Linked DNA regions of Rattus norvegicus: all the other regions are linked to region 1. The links are chromatin contacts, called in public Hi-C maps. All regions are on one chromosome and are shown on one strand. Each heading gives the region's core, a stretch centred on a gene start, on an enhancer-like site or on the middle of the called end of the contact. The rest is flanking DNA. Distances are from core to core; before and after follow the strand shown.

Evidence for each region. A called contact is a pair of places that touch in the nucleus more often than the background predicts.
Region 2: a contact with region 1 is called in a Hi-C map of Schwann cells, with 5 times the contacts expected there. The contact joins two enhancer-like sites. A contact is called at or near these places in 4 of 12 Hi-C or Micro-C datasets (the A7r5 cell line, Schwann cells, kidney and 1 more) and 1 of 1 datasets of contacts at active chromatin or transcription factors (oligodendrocytes).
Region 3: a Hi-C map of liver shows a contact between it and region 1, with 4 times the contacts expected there. The contact joins two enhancer-like sites. A contact is called at or near these places in 2 of 12 Hi-C or Micro-C datasets (kidney and liver) and 1 of 1 datasets of contacts at active chromatin or transcription factors (oligodendrocytes).

The regions. Positions count from the first base shown.
Region 1 is chr1:179,710,544-179,714,321 of GRCr8, forward strand. It overlaps a transcript of Sox6 not described here. Among named protein-coding and RNA genes, the nearest start is that of Sox6, 47 kb to the left of the region's middle. Within about 2 kb of position 2,273, at least 17 of the 93 cell types and tissues checked have an H3K27ac peak or open chromatin away from gene starts, as enhancers often do. A contact at or near this core is called in liver, where this site is marked.
Region 2 is chr1:179,182,226-179,186,592 of GRCr8, forward strand. The region is part of intron 13 of Sox6 (SRY-box transcription factor 6); the gene reads right to left. Among named protein-coding and RNA genes, the nearest start is that of Trnav-aac35, 210 kb to the right of the region's middle. Within about 2 kb of position 2,071, at least 3 of the 93 cell types and tissues checked have an H3K27ac peak or open chromatin away from gene starts, as enhancers often do.
Region 3 is chr1:178,951,560-178,955,653 of GRCr8, forward strand. No RefSeq gene overlaps it. Among named protein-coding and RNA genes, the nearest start is that of Trnav-aac35, 440 kb to the right of the region's middle. Within about 2 kb of position 1,947, at least 2 of the 93 cell types and tissues checked have an H3K27ac peak or open chromatin away from gene starts, as enhancers often do. A contact at or near this core is called in liver, where this site is marked.

The sequences.
Region 1 (3,778 bases), core at 1,023-3,522:
ACGGTTCCTGGAGAGAGGTTCCCCCCTGAACTTGGGATGGGGCAACGCAAATAATCCTGCTTCAGAAGTTAGTATTTAAAACACCCACGCAAAAAAAAAAAAGAAAAAGGAAGGAAAGGAAAGGAAAGGAAAGGAAAGGAAAGGAAAGGAAAGGAAAGGAAAGGAAAGGAAAGGAAAGGAAAGGAAAGGAAAGGACAGAACAGCCTTTAAAACCTCGAGTTCTCCCTGTGAAAGGCTCACTTACACCAACCGGGCGGATCATTCAGACCTACATGACTTCATCTTAAGGTGGCCAACTTCTCCCAGAAAGGGCTTCATAGCTACTGTGTGAACAGGACAAAGATGTCACTCACTCCAAAACACCAAGGAGAACTTTTAACAAAACGAAGAGTATGTGAAAGAGTGTAAAAGGCAAAGGGGAAGTTGAAAAACTTTAATTACAGCGTGGAGAAAAGTTTTCGCCATTGGTCTCCTTAACCCTGGATGACAAACACCCGAATGCTCCAGCAGCCCGCGGCACTTTAAGTTTGGGAGAAGCAGATCTTATCAACTCCCAAATAACAGTGCCCTTGGGACAGTCAGTGCCTCAAAGAGGTTAGAACTCCTGTTTCAGCAACAAAAGCAAACCGTGAATAATATTCTTCGTCCTTTAAGATGTCATTTCGCAGAAGGACAAGGCATGCGCCTGGACTTTAAGCGGATGGAGAATAACATTAAATTTCATTTGAATCTGAGCAACATCCAGTTGAGAAAAGCACAGCCACAGTGACAGGAGCAACAGAGCACCGTCACAAAGAAGGTAAGGAAAGTGGTAAAAATACATGAACTTCTGTTTTCAAAAAACAATAAAGATAAATAAAAAGTAAGTTTTATAAACATGCCTTTCCTAGCTTAGGAAAGTTCATTTCCCAATGTGCTTTTGCTGTCAAAGGTGCAAAGCCAAGGCGAGGGAGTGCGTGGCTGGAATCTGCATGCTGATAAGAGAAGGGTGATGTACTTACAGTGACAGAGGGCAGGCTGCGGGAGAAAAGCTGTTTGTGTTAGCCTGCGAGTTACCCAGGGCTGCAGTGAGAGCCGAAGGGAGGAGGCGTGGGAGTGCCCGTCTGCGTACACCTTCACCGCGTCTCATTACATCTGCCAGCCTCTCTCTCCCTCTCTCTTTCATTTCCACATTCCCTTTGTTCCTGAAAAAAAATCTACACGTCACATCAGAGTCCCCAGATGCAGTCTACACCAAAGAAAAAAATGAATAATTCAATCAAACTGTGCATAGTCTCTAAGGCAATAAATCTATCGCACTTAAAGAAACGAAGGGTAATTACTACCATAGAATTAGAATAAGGCCAAAGACCAGAGATGTCGCTGAGTCTCTGGATAAACTCCACAGTCAAATAAAGTTTCATTTATTTAATCCTTTTTACATCTCGAACGGAAAGTCAGACAAAAAAATTTAAACTTATTTTAGAGCTATTCGCGTCTTTTGAAACACAGTCTAGAGAGTGGGGGAGGGTATTGGAGGGTCTACCTTGTTCAAAAGCTCCCAAAGACATCAGCTGAGCGCCAAGCACAGACACCAACCAAGACAATGCGTGCCGGTGGAGCCTGTCCAGAGCCCATTTCTCCCACTCCACCCTCCTCCACTCCCCTCTCTACAGCAGAGCGCCCTCCGCTTGCCCACCACTGTGACTCGACAGGAGGGCAGCTGTAATCTGAGAGCCTTACCTGCGGCAGTGCGAAGACCCAAAAGAAACCGTCTTTCGCTGCCACCAACACCCCGTGCCATTCCTACGCACCCCTCCAAAGTCCTGTAACCATCTAGATCTTCCATCTGCCTACGAGAAACTGTATACCGGATTTCCCCCCACCCCCCCAGGACTGAATGGAAGCGCTATACGGAACTGACTTCTGGATATGCCCTGGGTTGAGTTAAAGCGATGTCTGGAAAGGAAAAGAAGGGGAGGAAAAAAGGAGGGGGCAACTCAAGCCCTATCCAAGTTAGTCAGAAGGCGGTGTTAGGCGGGAAGCGCCTACGGGAGAAACAGCTGGGCTGCACACTGGCCGTGAAGATCGCAGTTCTAGGAACCGTGTCCTTCGTCCCAGAGGTAAGACTGTATGACTGTCGCATGCTTATTCTTTCACTGTCTCTCTTCCCCGCCCACAACTATCCCTACCCCTAGGGTCGGCCTGCGCGCACCCTAGAGGACTCCAGCGCAGCAAAGAGCTGTATTTTCCAGAGCCACTCATAAATCGTGGTGTCACTGAACAGAGATCTGCAAACCTGCTGTTTGTGGCAGTCCCGCCAGTTGCTCACTGACCCAGGGTACTCGGGACACATAGTGGGCGGGAGCCCCGGCCAGCGGGCCAGCCGGGTCGCGGGAGCCTGCAGGCTCAGGTGATTCCAGGAAACCTCCAGCGTCCCAAACGGGTTGGGGCTAGAGTTTCCATCCTAGAAGCGCTTCTGCCTGCTTCGGCGGATACACAGACGCGCGCGCGAGCGTGTACACACACACACACACACACACACACACACACACACACACACACAGAGTCACTAAGTCAGTCACGCACGAACGCACGGCTGACATTCCGGCCCAACGACCCGTCTACAAGGGCCCCCTTAACAGTCAATTCAGCTCTCTGAGGAGCAGCTGGGAAACTGGGATTCGTGGATGAGGCCACGGGTGCCAACCGCCAGTGCAGTCTTTGTTTACGTGCCTCGGTCGCCACCTTGAGGTGGAGCGCAAGAGTGCGCTGGGCTCAGAGCCACCAAGATCCATCAAGCAGATGGAGCTGGCAGCCAGGACAACCTCTGGGACAGAAAAAAAGAAAAAGTCCACGAAGGTCCCCCTGGAGCAGAGGAGTCCGGGAAGCCGTACTACTGGGAAACCCGAGTCAGGAGATGGCAGAGAGACACCTGCTAGTGCCAGTACCCGGTGCGCTGCGTTCTCTCACTAGACTACAAACCTGGGATTAGAGAACAGATCCAAGATAGAACTTTTATCACTAACTACCCAGGCAGAGAATGGGTAGTTAGCTTGAGAAAGACACGTCCTCAGCTCCTATAAGACGGAGAACATGGCTCCTGGCCGACTCGGCCTCTCTTGGGTTCCTTTGCTTTGCTCTTCAACGGGAGACAAAGGTACTTAGAGATGCCATAAGCAGAGGTCTCAAGATGAGAACCCAGAACAGGGGCGGAACGTTGAGGCAGCATAGTTGTCTGCTGTGAAAGCTGAGTCCCATTTCCCGAAAACTTAGGGCTTCCAGGCACCTTAAGAATAGGTTTGGTAAAACAATGGTGTGCTGTTAATTGCTTCACCTGCTTTCATTTCTGAAGCCCATTTTCACTCACTGCTCTGCAGATATATTTGCTGTGGATATTCAGCCCTCTTGCTGAATCTTGCCCCAACCTACTGCAGTCGCTCTTTGTTATTCCTGGACAAGTGGCTTCAAGGCTTGGAGGCATCTTACAAAGCCATCCCAAAGGTCCTCCTCAGAGAGCTGCCCTGAGAACACCTCTGAGATTTTTCACTGCTGCTTGGGTACATAAATGTTATTTAAATATGATGCTTTACAAAAGAAGAATTGTTTAAGAAAAAGGACACTTGGGACCTATTTTGAGTTATATGAAAGCTTAAACCAGGTCTGGCTGACACCAGCTGCGGCCTCCAGTATTTGGCCAGCAATAAATAAATAAAAGGAAATTTGTAAATAGGTCCACAGCAATATTATGCTAACGGCCAAAAGGAAATGTTTTCTCTGAAAAGAGTAGCAACAAGCC
Region 2 (4,367 bases), core at 821-3,320, 530 kb before region 1:
AATTTTAGTTCAGAGATTTTTATTTTCAGAAAGAAAACTTATGAAATAGAAGAGTACTACAGTAAAGATACTTTTTATAAAGCAAAGACTTAGTAATTTGAAAAAAATCAATAAAATTGGCATACCTATTTCAGACTAATCAACAAACAGAAAAAACAAGAACATCAATATTTACATTGAATGGGGGGATTTCACTGTGGATCCTGTTCACATTAAAAAGACAACAAAGGGATATTCTCAATGACTGGATTTTAATCAATCTAACAACTTAGAGGAAATGAGCAAACTCCTTAAAAGACAACTACTAAAACGTACTTAAGTAGAAAGCATGAATTCTCTGATAACTGAGGAAGAAATTTTAATTCATAAGTCAGACACCTCCCCAAGAAATCTATTTTTTTCTAGTGAAATAGATTCATAAAGTAAGATGATGATGATGACGATGACAATGATGATGACAATGACTGCAAACACAGAACAAAGGAAGAAGGACATTTGCCAATAAGCAAGTCAATTCACTTTGAGTTGAGTTTTAAACCTCAGGAATGTAAGATTAATTTAAAACTTAAAACTCAAACAATATACTGCCCTTGATCAATACAGAATCAGAAACTGGCACTGATAAAAAACAATATTCCTTCATGATAAAGGGACTCAAGAAGGCAGAGTAACAGAGAGTGTTCTTGTTCTGTTCAGTGCATTAGAAATTTTACAGCTAGGGTCACACTGAACAGTCACTCTTCACTGTGATCAGTCAACACGAAACAGAAGCACACAGATAGCGTACATGCTACTATCTGTTCACAGGTAGTACCATTTGTGTAAGAAAAAATACAAGGCATCTACAAAATCAATGACTAGAATAAGTGAAAACTCAGCATTGTGATATTAAATAACACAGAAATTAAACGTATCTATGCATTGGCAGTCAACAATCAAAATCATTAGGAAAGGGTTTGACCAGGTCTAGTGGCACATGCCTTTAGTCCCAGAATTTAGGAGATAAAGGAAAGTGTGTGGACTTCTGAGAACCCGAGAATAACCTGCTCTACATTGTAAGTTCCAGGCTAGCTACAGCTACACAGTGAGACCCTGATTCAAAAACAAACAAATAACCTTTTGTATGAATAACAATTATCAGACAATAAAATACTAAATTCAACCAAAGAGTGTTTGAGACATCTACACCGAAAGCCACGCACTTATCTTATTAGAAACCCTAAGTAAATCAAAATGTACCATTTATGAAGCAAAAAGTCAACACTATTAACTTATCAGTACTTCCCAAATTTATTTATTCCTCAAAGAGTTTCTTGTAGATATTGACATGAGATTTCTAAGCCCATATAAAAAGTAGAGAAGGAGCAATGCAGGCTTGAGCAAAATTAGAAGACCCGACGGTCTTTCACCAACTAGGTAGGACTAAGCCAGGGAATAAACACACTGAAAAGAGTGACCTTTGACTTCTCATCCCACACTCAACAATTAATTCAAGATGAGATATGACTTGCAATCAAAAGTAACATTATAACACTCCATACAAAATAAAGAGCAACAAACACTTTAGAGTGACTTCAGAGTTTTGAGAGTCTTGAGATGCTGTATACTGCTCTCAGCTCATAAGAAAAATAACAAATTCAACTGCATCAAAATAAAGGGGCCGTTCATCAGGAGTCATTGTTGAAAACGGGCCAGCTATGGGTGACTGCCTATAACCCTGGCACTCACAGGAGGCTGTGCAAGGAGGATCATCAAGAATGCCAGGCCTGCAGAAGCTACATACTGAGTTCCATGTCAGCCTGGGCAACAGACTGAGACACTGTCTCAGAGCACACAAAATAAACAAATACCCAAATGTAAGAACAGGCTGGGGAAAGATTCAGTGCATGTATTTGGTAAGACTTTCAATCTAGAATAGATAAATAACAGCTATAGAAACCACAAAGCTATAAGACTCATCTTGCTCTCTCCTTCACAGCAGACACCCTGACCAGCACCTCACCCTCTCCTGCCATGCTTTCTCTGTCACCCGAACCCTCCGACTCTGAGGAGAAATCAGCCTTTCATGCCTTAAAAACAGATGGATAAAAGTAAGCGTGTGCTTTTTAGAAGGGGAAACGGGGGGGGGGGAGGGTTGTAAAAGAAGAGATAGCAATGGAGGCAAGGAAAGCCGCTCTCATAGTTAATTACAAGGAGAGTGCAAATCAAAACCACACTGAGACCTCAGGTCACATTTGTCTCAAGGGCACAACAACATGCTTGCCATGTTGTTGGCAAGCATGGGCCAACCAGCAGAAATGTGGGACAGTGAATAATTTCCTGGCAGTTTAGCCTATAAGACAGCAGTCTCACTCCAAGTGCCTCTCTAAAATAAATGAAAATGTCTGTGTAAAAATAGAAGGATATAAGAACACCATCATAGTTCTAGTAATAATAGACAAAACTTGAAATAATTGGAAAATGAGTAAAGTATGAATACTATAGGATACTCCCCAAAGAAAAATGTTTTAAAATCTGCTTAACTAAAAAAAAAGCAATACAATTTAAAAATGAAAAGCCAACCAACTTAGCCAATGACTTTTTCTGAACATCTTTTTCAAGAGCCCTGAGAAATGTGTGGTATTCTCAGATCATAATTAACTCAACAATGGTGTTGGTCAAAAAAACCCAAAAACCAAAATAACAAACAAACAAACAAACAATCATGGGAAGGCAGAATGAGCTCTCATTGGTTGCTTTTGAGTACGGGGGGGCAGCACTTGCAGTAGGTGGCTCCAGAGAACAGTACATAATCGCAGCATTTCAGATTGCTTCGTCATCACTAAAATGATTGTTTCTCTTTGTAGGACTTAACAGTTATCTGATGCATGTGATAGCCTCTTATGTAGTTAGTAGGGATAATAAAAACAAGCACACTAGAAGTAAAAATATAGATGATCAAAATTTTGGTGGGAGAGGGGACATGAGAAAGGAATTCTCGGAGGAACATGGAATATCAGGAAAGAGGAATTTAAAATCACATTCAGTTTGTTCACCGCTCTCATCTTACCAAATCCAAATGGCTGTGGTAGAGATTCAGCTCATTACTGTGGAATTAGCTATGTCCAATCAGGGGAGCCCTTTGCTAGCTTCTGTCTTGCTTATGGTCAGAATGCTAACTTACTTTCATTACAAGCATACTGACTAAAATTAAAATTTGATATTTCTTCTTGTTTAAAACAAAAGAAAGGAAGTAAGGGAGGAAAAGGAGCTAACTGTCCTGTGGTCAACTTAGTAGGAAACATATTCTGTGTCTAAGAAAGCCTCCATCGTGAGGGAAACAACATGTTCCTCATGTCTGAGACATAGACGGCCAGGCCTGCAGGGCATGGCTTTTCCCTGCCTCTTTTATAAACTGTCAGCTGGATGTGTTTGTTTGTTTACTCTGGCAGTGCTGGAAACTGACTGAGCGCCTTGCACAGGCTAGACAAGTGCTTCACCACTGAGCTGAAGGGCAAGCAGGCCCTAGCAAGGCAGACTAGCAATACTGGGGAAGAGACTTGAGGAAGGCACATATGGTGGATATATGATTGGCTCTTCTGAGCTAAAGATTGGCGGAAATCTAAGAATCAACAGTGTAGAAGAGAAGGATGGGGTGCCTGTGGTCATTTGCCTAAGGCATTTAATTCTTCACTTGCCAATGTAGGAAAGGCCATAGATACATTTTCATGTCCTCATTTTCATCCCTGGGCTCTGCAAGTCCACTATAACAAATACCCTTCATTTCCTTCATCTATAGCCTTTGTCTAAACCAAGAAACTTAGTGGCTAAACTACAAAGGTAGATGGGTAGTCATAGGTAGTATACAAACAAATAAATGTTTCACTCGATATTCTGGAAACAGTTAATTAGTTGCCATTCCCAAATGATCTTTTGGGAAGCAACTTAACTTTTTGATAGACGAAGCCAGAGGTCATATTCCAAGAAAGCACACCAGGTGTGCTATGTAATTGTGCACAAAACAATATCTATGAAGTGCTTTCACTAAATACATGGTCTCAGTCCTCCTCACAGTACTCTGAAATGGGTATGAAGGTAGCCCTTCCGACCAAGGCTTACAGACTCTGTGAACACTGTACTAACCTGTCTCCGTCATACTATCAAGGAGCAGAGGCACACTTAGAACTCGGGTCTGCCAACTTTCAGTCGATCACAATTCCTCTAGCCCGTTCTCATTCACCAGAATGAAGGCTTCTTTCTCACTGCAGGAATGCTCTTCCTTGCGCAGCTTAGCATATCCAAGAAGCCTGTTGCAAGCTATGACGTTCATGCCCTTTACTGTGGTCTGTGATGCTGCCCACCTCCGCACCACACATGGCACTGAAGAA
Region 3 (4,094 bases), core at 697-3,196, 760 kb before region 1:
GGAAGCCAGCACCCAAGACCCCGAAGAACAGGAATAGCATGAAATCTTGCTTTCTTAGGGTAGTCTTGGATCACTTTTGGAAATGGGTAGTAGCAGAAGTCATAGAGTATGTTCAGGACCTCCAGTCTAAGGAGACTCTAGGATTCATGAACACTCACACATTCAGAGTAAAGGAGTGATTTCCCTATTCCAGACCGAACTGCTCCAGAGTGCGTAGGGATGGACAGACTCACACACTCTTCCTCTTCTTTTTCCTTCTCTTCCTTTTCTGATTGTCTCAATGAGACAGCCAAAGGGACCCTTCTCAGGTGTTAGGTGACACTTCTGCTCATTCTAATACCCCCTGGAAAGTGAAGAGAAACCAGAAAGAAAGTTAAACTACTCCGAGGCCAGGAAAACCTGAATCATCTTGCCTTTGTGACATGTCCTTATGTCTTCTTTTGCTATTATAATAACATCATACTGGAATAGCAAGTTATAAAGAAAAAGGTTTGCTTTGGTTTGTGAATCCAAATTTGATAGAATTTTGGCAGAGTTCCAAGGTGTCACAGTATATCACATGGCAAAAACTAGTGAATACATATGCATTTATCCATACTCTCTGAATTCCCTTCCCCCTCCCATGTGTGTGTGTGTGTGTCTGTCTGTCTGTCTGTCTGAATAGCTGAATAGCTGACTTTCTGTCTGTCAGTCTCTTTAGTGTTCAATCTCCTTAACTTTAAAATCTGAGAACTAATTCTAACTGAAAACAGAAACAAGCAAATAAAACATTATATAAGCCAACAAGCAGTATGCTTAGCCCAGTTATTTCCATGGGCTACCACTGAAGTCTTTGGATGGTCATTACCAGGACATATGATGCCTCTGTTAAAAAAAAAAATCTTACTTCTAAGCAAATGTACTCTCTATGGTTTAAAGATCAGGTAATTCAGGTTTCAATGCCCCCATTTCCTGTTTACTGAAACTTTGTACAATATCCAAACTACTCAACCAATTTACTCCATGCCTCTCTGCGTCATGTTGACACCAACTACCACCAATCCCTATCACTGGTCCTAGTTCACACAGGGCCCTGGACCCTCTGCTTTTTTTTTTTTTTTTTTTTGCAATCATAGAATTACTTACCCACTGGCTGTCTTTCCAACTGGGTTATATGTTAGAGAAGGGTGTCATCTGTCCTGGCTGAGAAGCAGAGTCAGGCACACAGAAGGAATCTGACAAATACTGATGCTATAACCAGTACCACTATGAGCTGGCTCCTTCTAGACTTGAGATCATCCCAAACCTGAAGTCGTTTTAGTCCATTGTCTGGGCTTTCTGATCATCTTGACACTAACATGTTCCCTTCTCCAGACTGTTTCACCCAGGCCCTGGGCTCCTTGCCATCCTAGTTAGCACCTTTGGGACTCAGTTTAGCTCATCAGTGGTGTTTGCAAATGCTTTGACTCTTCAATGTGCAACACCAGCTGGCAGAGGAATAGAAGAAGCTCAGGCTTGTGTTCTCAGGTATGTGGCATGTGGTACTTTCCCCAAGGCAGAAACAGCCATCAGATTAACATTTGCACCAATTCACTGGAAGAAGAAATGAGGACTCTTGGAGATGAAATCAGGTATCTAACCAAAGCCCAATTGCATACTCTAAGGGACTGGGACTCCAACTTCGATTGTTCTGCCTCCCTGAAGCCACGATCTTTCCACTGTGGCAGGTCTCTGTGTTCCATCAAATTAGACTACATGCCAAGTCAAGGACCATCCGGGGTACAGATATCTCAAGCATGAGTGAGCTGGGAGTTTGGAGGCAGGAGAGGTCAGAGGCAGGAGTTAGATCCGCTGAGAACCCAGCACCAGGCACTTGGCTGAAAACCAAGCATCAGCGTAGCAAAGGAGAAAATGGCTTAGCTGGGGACAGCTGAAAGGATGTTTACCAGGACAACCCAGAGGAGATTAAATTAAACCCTGTTCACTCGCTGGGCCCCTGAGCCTGCACTGCTGTTTACTGCTGGAGCAGTGAAAAGCCAAATAGAAACTTGTTTTTCCTCTTTTCCTGGTAATAGCTTTTGGCATTCATCTCAGGACAAAGAGAAAAGGTTACTGACCTGGGCCAACTACTATCTCACTCCATCTTCTAAATAAAAGACACAACCCCCAAATGAGGGCAGCGGAAGACAGAACTTCTTAACTTTTAAATCTCAGAGACTTTGGTGGGGTCACTGATAACCAGATGGATTATTCATTCGAGTTTGGTGTGATCTTCAGAATTCTGTCTTGTTATGAAGGACACGTCAAAGTAGCTGGAAAAGATGAACAAGGCCAGTTGTCCATTAACAAAATCGTCAAGCCTCAGCTGGAAAAAAAAATAATCGAGCTAATGTTTGCAGAGCCCAAGAACATATTATCTGATGATTCTAGTCTTATTTTAATCTTTGAAATTTACAATTAAGACAGGCACTTTAAAAAGAATTAAAGAAAATACTATAAAAGCAGAATTTTAAAGTCACAGAGACAGTTTCCCTCTGGTTGTCTTGTGCAAATGTTCTGTGTTTGTTTGCATTTCTGTCTCATCTTTTCAAGCTTCTGGGTATAACCAGGTCAGAGTGACCCTAATGATTATCTGACTCTGAGTACTTCTGATGATATTATGTCAGGAACTTTGAAACTATGATCTCGGGTTGGAGAGGGAGTTCAGTGATTTAGAGCACTTTTGCTCTTACAGAGGATCTGGGTTCAATTCCAGGCACTCGTGGTGGCTCACAGCCATCTATAACTACAGTTGCTAGCATTTTGATGCCTTCTTCTGGCTTCTCGGGGCAGTAGCAATGCACTTGGTACACCTATATATATATGCAGACAAATTGTTCACACATATAAAATAAAATAAATATAAACAAACAAGAAAAAAAACAATATAGCAGCTAGCACCATAGGAAACTAATGCAGTTCAATTGTTCATTGACTGGGACATTCAAGTTGATTTTTGTTAAGGAGTTCGGTAGCTATTATTAATGTATTGCTAGTAAATTAATTACTGTTCAAATGCAGCTCTTAAATCCAAAAGCATTGAATGCAAAAGGCCTTATTTTGTAGGAAACTCTATGTTATAAAGTATACTGATTAAGTAAGAATTAAATATTTGATTCTTAGCATTAGCAGAGAATGTTAAAATCAGCTAACTCAAATTCTAATTGATAACTGTCTCCTTTATCAGTTGTGGGAAAAATCTCTGTGCATGGCAGCAGCCACAACTGCCTAGAGCAACTAAGATACTTTCTATCAGCAACTTCCCGATATAAGAAAAAATGAGATTCTTCCTTTCCTATCCGAGTGTCACTCTTCTCTCATTCTGAGAGAGCAATTATGAAGTCACTTAATTTGTATCTAATCATTTAATAAATATTTATTGAGGGCTTCCCTCATGTCAAACACTTCCTTAGGCACTGGAATGGAGTGAAGAACCCCACATACACCTCAGCCTCCCCAGAGGGAGATCCCTAATCTTTCAGGATTCCAATGTAGGTATGTTTTGGAAAGTAAAAGATGTGTGTGGGTATCTTACACAGACTGCAAAGAAAGGAAAGCCAACTCAAAGATAGGACCCCCAGAGCTGAGACAGTTGACTCAGTCACTCAAACTCTGTGGAGGATACGTTAAGCAGGAGAAAGCATCCAGAGACTAGGGGCAGAGGAGATCAGACATGCAGTGCAAGAACATTACCAACCTGGACCTTTCCCATGTACATCGTACTAAAGCTCTGTGTGGGTGACACACTGTTCTGCTGATTAAAGAAGCATGGAATGTCCTAGGGCTAAGAGATCACAGATGTCACATCCCTAGGGATTATCGAAAGATGCCCTACAGCCCATTTCCCAGAACTGGTGCTAAGGAACGCTTCTTCCTTGAGCCACGAGGCTTACGCTGGGACAAAAAGACAACATTCCAGATATACAAAGTTAGATAGAGATGAATACATGACTTCACTGGGTGCCATTTAGCATGTTTCCCAGGCACACCACCATAGGCATTCTCTAGGTGACTTTGATACATGGCAGGGTTCCTAAGCAGTGTTCTGTGAGATAGCTAATGACACTAATCTTCAA